Linked DNA regions of Gossypium hirsutum: region 2 is linked to region 1. The links are chromatin contacts, called in public Hi-C maps. All regions are on one chromosome and are shown on one strand. The core of a region is the stretch at or near the end of the contact, and the rest is flanking DNA. Distances in the headings are between cores, read along the strand shown.

Evidence for each region. A called contact is a pair of places that touch in the nucleus more often than the background predicts.
Region 2: a contact with region 1 is called in a Hi-C map of leaf, with 2.3 times the contacts expected there. The contact joins the promoter of LOC107900941 here to the promoter of LOC107900949 in region 1. A contact is called at or near these places in 2 of 34 Hi-C or Micro-C datasets (both in leaf).

The regions. Positions count from the first base shown.
Region 1 is chrD08:49,250,527-49,258,468 of Gossypium_hirsutum_v2.1, forward strand. It overlaps LOC107900949 (protein PRY1), which reads left to right and starts at 4,841. Exons shown (of 1, transcript XM_016826753.2): 1 at 4,841-5,817. The coding sequence starts at 4,841. The coding sequence ends at 5,746. It overlaps LOC107900948 (protein TSS), which reads right to left. Exons shown (of 26, transcript XM_041098246.1): 24 at 7,357-7,942; 25 at 7,187-7,260; 26 at 5,564-5,699. The coding sequence ends at 7,570.
Region 2 is chrD08:49,610,048-49,617,989 of Gossypium_hirsutum_v2.1, forward strand. LOC107900941 (rhodanese-like domain-containing protein 4, chloroplastic) reads left to right here and starts at 3,568. Exons shown (of 9, transcript XM_016826733.2): 1 at 3,568-4,416; 2 at 4,885-4,987; 3 at 5,082-5,162; 4 at 5,316-5,390; 5 at 5,490-5,564; 6 at 5,840-5,920; 7 at 6,018-6,203; 8 at 6,295-6,486; 9 at 6,648-7,009. The coding sequence starts at 3,761. The coding sequence ends at 6,695.

The DNA of each region.
Region 1 (7,942 bases), core at 3,591-6,090:
ATGTCCACATATGCACAATTGTATGACTTTGCTATATGATAAGTCTTATATGTGAATCATTATGAATGGTTCATTTGATTATGTAAATGATATTTTTTGAACATGGAAATGACATAATGAATGATTATTTAAATGGATTGAAGACATGGGAGATTAGCTTGTATTTTAGCAAGTGGTTTGATGTGTTTTAGTGCTAGATTAAGGCATATTGAGTTGATTGAATTTAGTATTGAGTAATTAATGTTACGTATGCATTTTGGCATGATTTTATACAGGGAAATGTTGTGTAAATATGCACCAAAAGTGTATTTGAATTGGTTGGCTTGAAATAGGTACCAAATGGCCTAACTTTACCAACAAAAAAAGTCCTCGTCTCGACGACCACATTTCCTCGTCGCAACGCCGGCTAAACAGTATGTTACGTCATGAAATTGGGTGGCTTGATGTCGTGACGTCACAAAATATTTGGTGACATCACGATCTGGAGGAGGTGACTTCGTGACGTCGGCCCTAAATTCTCAAAAACTTTACAATTTAGTCCTTATTAATGCTCGGGTCTACAAAAGAGCTTTTGTAAGCTCAATTAAGGCTCAAATTTAATTGTGTATCTTAATATATAGGTATTTATTATATGATTGAATATTTGAATGACTTTTTATGGTATACTTGATCATAAATTTTAAAAATATTACAAAAAGGTCCTTATTTGATCTCGGGTTGACTCTAACGCATTTGTGTACTCGTATAAGACCCGAAAAGAATGTTCATGGTATTCAATGTTGTATTATTGATTGATTGCATGATTGATGAAGTGAAATAATGTTTTTACTATGAATTAGTTAGTATTTACTCTGACAACGAATGTGGCTCTCTGTTGTTCGGACCCGACGATCTAGTCGAGTAAGGGGTGTTACACAAAACATGAGCAAGCAATGATCGAGTTGGTCGAACAAAGCCTCGAAGAACCAGTAGAGTTATGTCGAAGGATATAGGAGGAACGTATATTCATATGAAGTCCTTATGATTCATATAAGTATGCAACCGGGAGAGAGCTACAACTGAGGATTGTCTAATAACTATCTAACTTATGATCCACAACCTCAGTATTGCTATCAGGATTGGGGTATGGATCCTAAAAAATATAAGGACTTGTCATTAGATGATCATATGACTACATTTGAGGATGATCTATCTGAGTGTAGGATGATGATGTCGTCCATGAAAAGCCATATGACTTCCTAGCTAAATCAGTTGTCCTCCTTGGAAAGCATGATGAATCAGATGATCGAATTTTTCTAAAAATACTCCAACAGAAAAGGTCGTGCATGATGTTCCCTACTCTTACAATAAAGGTCATTATACAATTGATGACTATGTTGAGTTAAATGGAGAAGTTTAATAAGAGCTTGGAATTGGAGATTACAATGATGATTTGAATAAGGAAGAAAGAGTCTCTAATCCAATTAATGTAATAGTATATGTAGGAGTAGGAGTAAAAGTAGGAGTAACGACTAACACTGAGCTTAAATTGGATCTAAATGAAGGTGTAATAAAGCCTGTACACTTTCTGGTCATAGTTAGAGAGATGCCAACTGAAGAAGTCGATGAGTTTGTTCTATTCTCGTTTGAAAGTGGAGGCAAAGCTTGAGCAACCAAAGCCTCACGCAACATTAGGGTGAGGATGCACGATGTAATAATACCCCAGAACATAATATGAGGTTGGCTCAGATTTGACGTCAATTGGCTCGTAATGTGGATGTCGTGTTGGTCAAAGATAAGGTGGTGCTAATGGATTCAATCGAGGAGGCTGGTTTGCATTTATCAACGGAAGAACAAGCACCAAATCAAAGTGTCGAGTACTAGCTGCAAGTTTTTTTATGGTGGTGATATGAATCATCTCAGTATTTTAAAAAGGACTTTTATGATTTTCTTTACTTTCTGCTTTTTACTTTTTCTTATTTGTTTATTTTATTTTTAATATTAATCCTAGTTGTTTTTATTTGTTTTTCACAATAGGTGTTGATATAGTGGGTGACAGAAACAAAAAAAATTGAAGAAGCCATAAATTGGACTCAATGTCGCGACATGTAAGCATAAAAGTTTCAAATTTGCAACCCGATGCTACGACATTCAAGCCAGAATGCTTCGTCGCAACAAGCTACCTCAATGTCGTGACTACATTTAATGGTTTCATGACAATTACTGAAGTGTCATGTTTTTTTCCCAAAACTCATTATTTCGGCGTTCTTTTATCCATTGTCAACACCTCTTCTTCTATTTTTGTTATTTTACTTTTATAGTATTATGTTCCATGTTATGTGGTCTTAGTGTTTTGTTTTCTGTTAGGTACTTCTCTATCTACTTGGAGCACATAAGATCCCGATGTCGGTACGACAATAAGGATTCACCTTTATCAGGGAAACTTTCTTGTTTGCACTTTAATTTTTTTACATTGAGGACAATGTAGGTTCTAATTGTGAAGGGAGTACATGGATTTTAGTTTATATTTTATTTATCATATTTGTTATTTATTTATGTTATATACCGAAAAAAATTCTTTTTTTTGTTTGAATTGCATGATGCTTGGATGACATTAAATCTGAGAATATTTGTTGAGAATAATAAGTTATGTGTTGATTTTTGTCAAGCATACATTTTTTTTATTGATTGGAGATAATTTGTTTAGTTTTAAGGTAGTTTAATTAGTTTACTTAGTTAAATTGGATAATAGACTAAAGGTAATTATGTAAAAGTGTTTGATTTTGTTTCATAGGATAAATAAGTAATATAGATATTTGTAGATAAATGATGTTAGAATCAATAATTATTTATTAGTGTAATTAAAAGCATGAAAGAAATTGTGTGTGGTGAAATTCTTAGGATGAACTAAGTCATTGTTTGAATATTCGGTGCTTAAATGACACTACCCTTATGCTATGTACCCCTAATTTTTGTATTTTATTACACCGCTTCTGTGACATCATTCACGTTTTATCTCGACCACCGAATGGATTGCTTTATAACGGGGTAACTTTAGTGAAGATTTACGAACGAAATGAAGCAAAATAGTCATGCGAGGAGCCATGGAGTTAACCAACAACCTATTCGAAAAATGCAGCCACCAATGCTGCTCAATAGGATTTCATACTGACGATAGTTGAGCTTGTTCGAGCCATTACCAATGGCTACAGCCACTAAGCCAACCGGTTAATAGGTTTCTCTTCACTCTGTCATCTAGAAGAGCTTCGATCTTTTCTATGACATCTCAGGTGAGCTTGGTTTACTCTTAGATAGTATCTTTCATTTGCAGCATCAATCATTCATCAATGAGTTTCAATACTGTGGTCGGCAGTGACAACCAAGATAGTTCTTTTAAATTTAACATCGGTTTAATTATTTCCATGTCTCCATTTCCACTTTCGTTTTTCCCTCAACTTGCTCCAGTTCCTCTTTTCCTGTTACTTATCCTCACCTTGGCTCTAAATTGTATGATTTTACTATATGTTCATTAATATTCCTTGAAATTTTTGGTCCATTTCTTTATGTGATTAGTCGTTATTCAATTTGGTCAATGGTGTTCTCAATGAGTATAACTAATCTATAAATATTTTGAATTTGGTTCATGAATTAAAAAATAAAATTCATTACCATATCCTTTTTTTCCAAACAAATTCCAGTAAATTCTAATATTTTAGAAGTGTAATTCTCTTAGGTTTGGAATCATAAAAGTTAAAATTTAAATTTAGATGTCCTCTGTTATAAGAATTATGAAAATAATATGTATATAGTATGCATAATCTGCTTCTTAAAAGATGACAGTCAATAAATTTATAATTTTATGCTCTCATTTTCAATATTTTCTACATATAGTACTAATCAAATACAAATTGGATGGTTGGTAGGTTGCTATGAGGTAGATATTTTAGTCAATGTACTTATGTTCATACCATTCATTAATACAATATAACCTTTTTTTGATAAACTTTGAAATTTTAAAAAGACTTAAATTTTTTCGATAAATTTGGAGTGATTACTTAATTTTACTTTTTACATGAAAGGTAAGTAATTTAACCAATAGAATTAAGATTATATGTATATTTTATTAGCTTCTATAATAAAATAACCTGGGTTAATTATATGATTTAATCATTACGGAGACCCCAATGATGGGCGAAGAGGAAGGCCATGAAAGAAAAGAGATAAAATGGTAGCTAATACCGAAAGGATGATGCTTCCTTTTTGCTTATTTTACATCAGTTCATATTGATGAACATCACTATGATTGGGCTTATACAAGTAAGAAGTTGGACACCATTTTAATAATTATTTTCTTTTCTTTCCTCTTAAAGCTTTCCTTTTAGCATGAAACTAATAGACATATGGCTATTCATCATCATATAGAGGAGACAGAGCTATAACTTCACTCCATTTATCAAAGTTTTGATGTGGTCGGAAGCGTTGGTTGATGATAGCATCTTTTTGTGTTTCCGTACAAGTTTTGTTTTTGAAAATTAACTTAATGGGATGACGGTTGAATCATTTCTTTATTTGGTAATTTTCATTAGGGCAAGTAGTCAAAGTACAATTCAATTATGATAATGGTTTCTTTTTGATTTGTTTTAAATATATAGGAAATTCTCCCGGAGCGGAGCCATACTAGTAATAGTAATAGTAATAGTAATAGTATATTGTGAAAAGGCAAAGAAAAATGGATGGTAATCCTAAAATGCCGTTGAATCATACAATCCTTCCTTAACATCTCTTTTGTGTTTGTGTTGGGGTCCTCCCTCCCTCCCCAAACCAAAACCAAATCTGGTTTAGACGAAGACAATACAATTCAATGGGATCCCATATTTTCACACCCTTCTTCATCCTTACCTTTTTCTTTCAACTTTCTCCCCTTGTTTTAACTCTCCTAGATTTGCGCAACATACCTCCACATGAAAATCCAGTCTCTCAACAGCCTCAGTTTTCAAATCCAAATCCAGCTCGAAACCAACCTTTAAATCCCAAGCCTCTCCCCCATCCAAATCCATCCGAATCTATCGAAATCCAAATCCATCCCAAGTTACTAGTGAATCCCTCTAAAGATCCTCAGGGTACATACCAATTTTCAAGCCGTCAACCAATTCGAAAGCCATCTGAAATCCTAATCTCTCAACAATCTCAGAATTCATCTGATAACCCAAACCCTCAGCAACCTTCAAATACAAACCAAGATACAAACTCTCAACAGCTTCAAAACCCAACCCAACAACCTCAAAATCAAAGCACTCAACCATTTCAACCGAAGCCGCTAACCCCCAGTTCTCCTGATTCAGATGCGCAACAATTCCTCGACACCCACAACGCTGCTCGAATTCACGAGAATGAACCATTATACACCTGGGATCAAAAGTTGGCTGACTTTGCTCGATCATGGGGCAATAAGCGCATCAACGATTGCAGAATAGTCCACTCCAATGCGCCCTATGGCGAGAACATCTTCGTGGCGAACAACGACCACTGGACACCTCGAGAGGCTGTCCAAAGGTGGGTGGGTGAAGAGCAATATTATGATAAGAAAACCTTTGCTTGCCAACCGGGGAAACTCTGCGGCCATTATACACAGATTGTATGGAGGGATTCAATAAGAGTAGGATGTGCCCGAGTTAGGTGTGCTAACGGTGGCCTTTTTGTTATGTGCAACTATGAGCCTCCTGGAAATTACAAGAATGAAAATCCATTTGTTCCACACAATCAGTAGACATTCGAGGAATATAGCCCACGCTATATATGTTTTCAAGCTTCACTAATTAATTTATTCATTTTATATTTTATCCATAGTTTATTGTTTGTTTAATAACGTGCAAATTTTGCTACAATCATTATCCTATTCCTAGGTTTTTCTTTTTAAATTCATATCATTTTAAAAACACAAATCAATATCTTTTTAAAAGATAAGGCATCTTAATTTGAGTCATTTTGCACATTTTCATAATTTTTTATAAAATTTATTTTAACAATTCGATCGTCATATACCATACTTCATTCATGTAAATCATGCATCTCAAGTTTTATATAAATTAAAATTTTCTAAGTATTCATTTTATGTAAAAAAAATTCAACCATTTAATATATATTAATATAAACAATATTTTCGATCGATATAATAGAAATATCATAATGATTTAAAAAATTACATACATGACAATTATATTTATCTTGATAAATTTAACGCTGGACTATTAAAATATTAATCATATAAAAATTATAAAATGATGTAAACTACACCAATATAACTAAATCTCTTTCCTTTTTAATATTCCACTTTATTATTGTTTACAATTATACTTAGTTAAAAAATGAAGATACAAATTTAAACCAATTGAACATTAACTTACTATTATTGTTATTGTAATAATTAGGAGCTTCAAATTTAAACCAACTGAGCTTTAACTTAGTATTATTGGTATTGTAATAACTAAAAATCATAGAGATTCAAGCACGTTTAAGTACATCTTTAAAAGTTGAAAAAGAATTATAAATTGCAGGTATTGTTTAAGAAAACTCAAGCCTATAATATAAATATAAATACATGCCAAGTAATCCAATCATCAAACAAATTGTCTACCTTATTTACATTATGGGGGGAAAATCAAGCTATACACACTAAAATTCACAAACACCACACCACCTTATAAGGTCAAAAAGAGAAGCTTTAGCATGCAACATACCTAAATCAACATTAACGGGTATGGCAAATGGATCACTCTCCATAGACGCCTATGGGGAAGTCCACCAAGGGATGCAAATCATTTCTATAACTGACCATCTTGTTAATTTGAACAATATAACAATACCCAAAAAGGAAAACATAAATGGGGCAAAATTATAATGTCATACAATTGAAAGAAATGGATTATGAAATGTCAATTGCTATGAAAAAAAAATCAAAAAGGTGAAATCAGTCTTAACAACATTCTGTGATCCAAGATCTAATAAATTTCCTAACTGAAGTATACACCAAAATTGTCACTTCAATAGCGCCCTACTTAATCCCCGTTAGTTAGTTACCACTTGAATCTTCAGAATAAACCGTAACAGTCAGAGTTTTCAACATTCTCTTAACCCAGTTGGATAATTTCCTTCAATAACTTTCTAAGCAGCAAAAAGATGACATAAAGAAACTGTGAAATTACAATACCTGCTTCGAAAAGCCACTTCTTTCCTTGTTCATACTATCATCTAAAATCATGTAGAAATTCAGACGTACAGAATCTGCGGAAAAATTTAGGATTGTTAATATGATTGTTCAAAGTGAAACGGAAGAATCTTCTGCATGTGTATGATTTTAAGAGAGAAGGATGAGCTTACAAGGCATTACAGCAGGCCTCTGTTAAACAAAACCAACCTCAATTTAAGATTGCAAATCCAACGTGGATTTACATTTGTTACCATGAAGCTAGAAAGATGTCTTTGCCTTTTTGTAGGGTTGATCGAAGTTTATTTCTTCTACCCTTTTCCTGACAATCCTGCTATCCAAGAAATAAAGCTTTCAGCTATGTAGCACTGGGAGTACAACTTTCACTAACAAAAGCCAGTAGATTTTGGACATTCACTCTCCCTGATGACTCTGTTGTATATAACTTTAAAAGACTGTGAACCATATGGTCGACTTAGCAAACTGATTGGCATTCTCAACGTCTGTTTTCGGTTTCTTCTACCCCTTATTAGAATGCTGAAGGTTTTCTCACCATCACTCTTCCTTTCAGCATCGCCTTCAGTATTTTTGTTCAGGTTGTTGCGTTGGCTCAGTCCGTTCTCAGAATTGTCAATCATGTTTTCATTCAAGCAAACATTTTCCTGTATATTTTCCAAACCAACTCTAGCTTCTTCCTTAACACGAGTTATTGCCAGAGGTGCTGAAAGGTTGACTTCTTTCTTAGCTTCTCCAACAGTG
Region 2 (7,942 bases), core at 2,318-4,817, 360 kb after region 1:
ATTCCTCATTTGTCCAGCTTCCGGTGGCAGTTGTGGTTCCTACGGCGGGGATTTTAGTTCTTTCGGTAGGGCATCTGTTGTCGGAGTTGGGACGATGATCCACCTTGAAAGAATAGTGAATGTGGAGGTGTTTGCATCACCAACAGTGACGGTGTTTGAAACCCATACGATGGTGGGGATTGGTAAAAAGAAAAGCTCTCCGACGGCCCCTCTTGCGATCCCTCGTGCGCCGCTGGCCTATACATCGGTGGTCCACTCGGCGTAACAGGAAATGGAGCTGAACCGGGCCATTGGCTCCAACCTGCCATAGGACTCGAAAAAGGATACATATAAGGGTTAGGATACATAAAAGGGCTAGGAAACGCACCTGGCATCATCTGAAAAGGTGGTTGCGTGGGTATCATCGGTTGAACTGCTAGGTCGGGTGACTGTGTTGGTGCTCTCATTGGGCCTAGTGATTGCATGGCCGCTGGTGATGGGCCGAGTGAATGTCTGGGCCTCGTTGAGAGGCCAGCATCGTCGTCTCCTCGTCTTAGATTTAGAGGCTCGCGCCTTTCCCTTTGGACACATATTTGCCGCTGCCTCTCCTCTGGCGTCAGTAAATACGGCTTGCCATGGATCCTAAACTATGGCATGTATTCCGGCACGCACGCTAACTCCAGAACGATGATTGGTTCCCGAGTAGGTACATATTCATACCGATCTTCCCACATTTCCATGTACTTGGACCAGTATCTCAGCCAATCCGTATTCAATTGCCGAAGGTCAACTTTGTGTTGATCGTCAAACACCTCAGGTTCCACGGGAATCAGTTGTCTACATCCAAACTGTCGTAGCACTCTATCTGACTGGTGCGGCTCCACGGTCGCGTAGTTGATCAACGCGACTTTCACGTACCAAGCATTTCGATTTTGTAAGAACTCATCCGAAATTACTGCCCGAATTACTGGATCCTCATATGGTGTCCATTGAAACTATATGAACAGTATAGAAATATTAGTTATATACATAATATTAAATACTAAATACTAATTACCAATCGACTAGCGAATGATGGAAATATCAATTTTATTTAATACTTACATGTGCTTCCGACTGTTGGTCTAATAGAAGTCGTATATCTTCAAGTTCGGTAGGTAATCGAGCATGACTTGCCGGATGGTTCCACCTAATTAAATAAACTTTTAGCATACTTTTATTTTTAAATATCTACATAATAATTGTAAAATCTAATATAAAATTTACCTTGTTATGAGTGGGAATGTATATGGGTGGTCCACTCGAGGACGTAGAAATAGAAAACGAAACCGTGCCCATGACTGCAGTAGTGACAGACAACCTCTTATTTTTGCTCTCCTCGGTCGCGTCGCCCCACACATCTCCCTATATAATGTGGCCAAGACGGCATACCCCCAACTCAATTCACCGGTTGTTCTAAAATCAACGTGTTTCAGCAGCCATCTTAGATGTACGCGGCTCCGTGATAAGTCCGGCATCAGATAACCTCCAATTAACTGAAGAATGTATGCCCAAGCATATCGGATTCTTTCTATTTCGGTTGAATCTTCATCCGGATTCGGGAATGTGTCTTGCAACCAGCCCATCTCGATCTTACCTTCGTTCATTTTCTCTGGAATAGCACCCAGAAGCTCGTAGCACACCGCTGGCCAATCGCTAGATTGGGCAGACCCCGTGACTGGGTACCCGTCCACTGGTAATCCCAATTGCAAGCTGACGTCTTCCAAAGTGATAGTGCACTCTCCACATGGAAGATGGAATATGTGCGTCTCGGGTCTCCACCTCTCGATCAACGCACTGATTAGTTTCGGGTCCACCTTACATCCCCGGCCTACCGTTGCCACGTGCCAAAAACCCGCTTCCCATAGGTAGTTCTCTACCAATGGTGATGGAGGAGCATGCATATTCCAGATATTGCATTCCAATACCCGATCTACAGACTTTTATAACAAATAATAAATTAATAATTATCTAAAAATGCATAAATAAAAAAATCTTAAATAATATTTAAAAATTAAATTTAACACTTACCATCTTCATTTGTTCCACGGATATGTGGTGCTTATCAAGACGAGTCAATCCTCCGTCCATTACTGAAATCGTACAAATTTTTTCGGTTTAAAAATTGGGGATTTAAGAGTGATTTTTTTCGGTTTAAAAAAATCAAAATTATTTAAAATTATTTAAAAATAGGGATTTAAGAGAAATTTAAAAGGAAATTGAGAGCTAATTGAGATTAAATATGAATTTGAGAGAAATTTGGAAGGAAATTGAGAGGAAATTTGAGAGAAGATTTGTTTGTGAAAAAAAAGGGTGGGGGTATTTATAGGTTTTTTTTTACCGTTGGGGGTGGGGCAACGGTCAAATTTTTGACCGTTGCACTGTTCACGAGCGGTCTAAATCGCGTCCCCAGGGACGCGCCACTTCATCAAAGCGCAACCACGTCAGAGCGCTTTGCTGACGTGGCAACAAATCGCGCTCTCAAAGCAGCGCTTTGTTGCCATGTCAGCATAGCGCGCTGACGTGGACGCGATTTGCTGACATATCCCCTGACTTCGCGTTGACGTGGACGCGATTTAGGGGAAAGGGGTCCATTCCGGTAAATAATAAAATACCGGGCCCATTTCAGTAAATTTAAAAAAAATTGACTTTTTTTGGTAAATTGCCCCTAATATTACATCACATCATCATTTAAATATTTTATAAAATTCTAATTTTTAAGTGATAATATGATGATACAATATCAAATGTGTCAAATAAATAAAATTGAAAAAGTTGTTAAGTTTGAGGATTAACGAAAATAATTCAAAGACTAAGTAGAGAATTATCAAAATCAGGACTTTATCTCTTTTTCTAAGGTTTAATATATCATTTGGTACTTGAATTTGATAATTTTTTTAATGTGCTACCTGTGTTGTTTTTTGGTCTAATTTAATATATATATTTGACAAATGTTATATTTTTTTACACCCAAAGGTTACAATGCTAACTTTTTTAGTGTATAATTTGGATTTTAGGATTTATTTAATGAAAGTTAATCGCTAATAGTATTAGGTTTAAATTTTTTATGATTTTGTTAATAGAATAAATGTAGTGTTAATTGTGAATTTATTTTATTTTCATTTAATTTGTCAAATACAATCTAATTAATGTGAATTAATTTAGGTTTAGGGTTGATATGATGAAAGTTAATTACTAATATTATTAGCTAAGAATTTTTATAAAATCAATTTTAAAGCTCGAATTAAAAACTAAAAAGTTAATATTGTTACATTCATGTACCTAAATATATATAATTTTTGTCAAATGTAGTTATCATAAAGACAAAAAAAACATATATTACAATAAAAAAATTTCAAACTAAAATACCAAGGTAAATTAAAGATAATTAAGTATAACGTTTTTGCCGTATAAAAAGGAAGGTACTAAAGTTTAGACTTTAGATGCACTATTGAATTTGTGCAGACAATTATTAGCCACACAAATGAGTTTAGATGAGGAACAGTCCTAAAGACATGATCAAAAAGCCTCTCATCTCACTTCCAACGTGTCATGAAATGACTGGCAGAGATCTCATATCTCGTTCCACCTCACCACCATTTCATCATTCAAAGTGCACCTTCCAAAGCTAAGGGCCTCTGAGCCTTGTTGTCATCCAATCAATTCCAACAAAAATCCTCCATTGTTGATGGTTCAAGCCTTTCCATCATACATTTGACACCCATCTCTTTGCATAAAAATTATGCAAATGAGGACCCTCAATGCAGCAACTCCAAGTTTGACACCTCTCTCGGTTCTTTCTGAGACAAGAACCGAGACCAGAAAAGCACCATTGCTCCCCATTGCTTCACCACTCAAACTACCCAACTCCCCGGCTTTTATTAAGACCCAACCAGCTTTGCACCAGTGTTTTTCAAGAACCTTGCATGGGGGTTTACTGCTACTGCCATCACTTCTCCCCAATGGTTTCGCTAAAGCCTTGTCATACGAGGAAGCCCTACAGCAGACTACGGGATTCTCCTCGTCTGTTGATTTTGACCCAAATGGGATCCTTGATACCGTTGTCAGTTTTGTAACTGAGAATCCCACGGTTATAGCTGGTGGCACCGTTGCTTTAGCAGTTCCTTTGATTTTGTCTCGTCTGTTAAAGAATCCAAAGCCATGGGGAGTTGAGTCTGCAAGGAGTGCTTACGCCAAGCTAGGTGACGATGCCACTGCTCAGTTGCTGGACATAAGGCCTCTCAAGGAGTCTAGAGATGTTGGTAGCCCTGACATTAAGGGATTTGGGAAGAAACCGGTGTCAATTGCCTACAATGGTGAAGATAAACCAGGGTTCTTGACAAAACTGTCTTTGAAATTCAAGGAACCTGAAAATACTACCTTATTCATTATAGACAAGTAAGCTTCTGAAAACCCTATGCCTTGTATATATTTGTTCATATGTGAATTCCCAGCATTGTCTATGAAACCTTCGTTTCTAGTTAAGGATCCACTCTTATTGATGATTGTATCACTGTATCTGAGATTAAATGGTTTGTGTGTTGGTTGTGGAGGAAGAATGTAGAAATGTATATGCCTATACGGAGGCTCATTGGCCTTAAGCTACACAATAGAATATGGCCATTGCCTCTTTCTTAATTGATCCTAACCCATAAATTAACTGCATTTTGTTCCAAGGGTTGAAGGTTTCTAAATTGATAGTCTATACGTTCTTAACTGTTGAAATGTGTCCTTTAAACATATGTAAGCATTGGCTGACAAATATTTTATTTGTAACTATATGCAGTTTGTTTGTAGGAAAGATGAAATTAGAACTTTCATTTGATTCATCTTCTCATATTGCTTTAAATTTGTGTTGAAAGCCAGATTTGATGGGAATTCCGAACTGGTTGCGGAGTTGGTCACTGCAAATGGATTCAAAGCTGCTTATGCAGTCAAAGATGGTGCTGAAGGACCACGGGGATGGGTGGTATGTGCTGTTCTAAATCAATTTTTTTTGTTTCTTTCTCCATTTTTTCTAAATTTAGCAATTGCACCTTTTGAGAATGGTTTCAATTTTGCAGAACAGTGGTCTTCCCTGGATACAACCAAAGAAAGGTCTTGACCTTAGCAATTTGACAGAAGCATTCGCTGAGGCCTTCGGAGTACCTATCTTCATCTCCTAATTGCTTATTCACTTTTAAGATTTTGATGTCATAGAGAGACTTTTCTAGATCTTGAATTGATTTTGTTGGAAAGTTCTTCAGCCTTTCTTATTAGTTTTCTTCTATATGATAAATGGTTGTGATAATCTGCAGGAGGGATCAGATGGCCTTTCTGTTACTGTGGGGATTGCTGCAGCTGCAGGGTTAGGCCTTTTGGCTTTTTCAGAGGTTAGGTTTTTGAGTCCTTTTAGTACAGTACCTCTGATTATATATATACACACACACCTCGAAACAACTCAAATTGTGGGTTTGCCATATCTTCTGCAGATAGAAACGATCCTTCAACTTTTAGGCTCAGCTGCTATTGTGCAGCTTGTAAGCAAGAAATTCCTGTATGCAGAGGTAAGTCTCCACTTTATATTAAATTGGATAATCAAATGTCCTAAAAGCCTAAGCCCTGTGTAGAAAGTAAGTGCAAGATGAGCAAAGATAAATGACCATTGCATGGTCCAATAGGCAACAGTACACTCATCCAGTGACTGTTTGTTCTAAATGCTTAAGCTCATACAAAATGATATGGTTATGAACAAATATGGAATGTGTCACTTAACTTATGTCTCTAGTTCCGTAAGGCCAAAACATAATGGTTTGACTTTCTACTCTGCTATTTATAACAGAACCGAAAGCAAACACTTAAACAAGTTGATGAATTCTTAAACACGAAGGTGGCTCCTAAGGAACTTGTCGATGATGTAAAGGTATCCAACCTTGATATAGACCTTGGTTATTATTTGTATGCTATTTTTATCTTGCATGACTAATTTTTCTATTTTTTGTATTTGCCTGTGAACTCAGCAAATTGGAGCAGCCCTTTTACCAACAACTACCACTAGCAAGGCTCTTCCTGCACCTACGGAGGAAAAACCTGAACCCAAAGTCAAAGCAGTGGCAGAAGCCCCTCAAACAAATTCAGTTCCCGAAACAGTACCCGAGGCAGATGGAATCACTGGATTTTCAAGACCACTTTCCCCATATGCTTCTGTAATGTCACTTTTTATCACTCCATATGCTGTTGTATGTGCTTGTATTAGAAATTGAAAAATGCTTATGTTTCCATTATTTATGGTGGCAGTATCCAGATTTGAAGCCTCCAACATCGCCTACTCCATCACATCCTGCCACTAGCAAAGCTATTCTTTCACCTCCAGAGGCAAAACCGGAGCCAAAAGTCGAAGCAGCAGCAGAAACCCCTTCTCTAATTAATTCAGTTCCCAAAACAGATGGAAACTCCGGATATCCTAAACCACTTTCACCATATCCTTCGGTAATGTCTCACTTTTATTACTCCATGAATTCCTTGTTTCATCTTATAGTATTTTATAAAGTACTAGAACCTGTTGTTTCATTTTCCCCTTCCTACAGTTTCATGCACAAAGGAAAAAAAATGCTTACATTTGGCATTTTTTCCTATCTTTATGGTTGCAGTATCCAGATTTGAAGCCACCAACATCTCCTACTCCATCACAGCCCTAGCTTCATGGTTTCATTACACTGTGTCAGTTTCTTCGGCCAGCGAAGCAATTGGTTGGTCGGGAAACTTTAAAGCTATCAAGTAAGTTGTGTAATCTACCCCCCTGTTAGATGGTTTTCTAGCTTATGCAACGATTGTATCGAAAAATGAGAATCTCCCAAAAGTCTGCTGCAATCATCTGTGTTAATTCATTTGGGCTTTCTTGTAATTACTAGTTATATTATAGATCTTACTTCATAATTTTGAAAGAACCCTTTTTAGCATTTTGAGTCAACATTTGAACGAATAATACGATGCAAGCATGTGAAGGTGTCAAGGCATTGTCTTTTGTAGATCAGATGTGAAAAGATATTTGCTTTAATTACATTGTTTTTGAAGATTCAATTAAAATATCGTAGATAGTAGAAGTTCGAATCTCAAACTTGGACTCGATAGTGGTAAATTCCGAGTTCAATCATGTAAAAACTTTACTAAAATACTACTTCATGAATTCATCATGTAAATGAACATATGCTCATTTAACAATCTACCTTCATCTCTATAATGGAAAACCTCTAATTTTGGCTCTCAACATTTATATATTTTTGTCCGTTTGATTTTTTTTTAGTTAAATTTGATCAGAGTTTACTTGTGTTTTTTTTATCTGAAATACTAAATAAGATGTTAAATTATTAAACATATTAGTCCACATGTACTCCTTGTTATTTTTTTGAACTTTTTATAATTTTTGTGAATTTTGAATTTTTTATTTTCTTGAATATTTTTATAATTTTTAAATTATTTATTAAATTGACATATAAAATAAATAGTATTGTATATACAAATTACTACACGGGTCGTTATGTCAACACTATTAAAAAAATAATGTTTTAGTCAATAATTTTATTTAGAAAACTTATGAAAGAAAACACGCTTTCAAGCAACCTATAGAAAGTGGCAATGTTGGAATAGTGAAAAACCAAAGAGGGAAAGGAAAGTGTAGAACAATTGGTTGTGAACATTTTTGGTTCATCGCCGGGCCCAAACAAGAGGCTCAACGTTAAAGGAACAGGTGTAAATTAGAAATGAAAATACCTGCAAGTGGTGAGTGTAATAACGAGTTCATTGTATTTAAAATTAAATTTTGAAAACTGATATTATTAGAAAGTATGACTATAAAACCAACATAGAAAAAAAAATCAGAAATGTTGACGAATGATGTATATAAATGATGTACATACTTGAATGTCAGGCAATGAGCATAGTAACG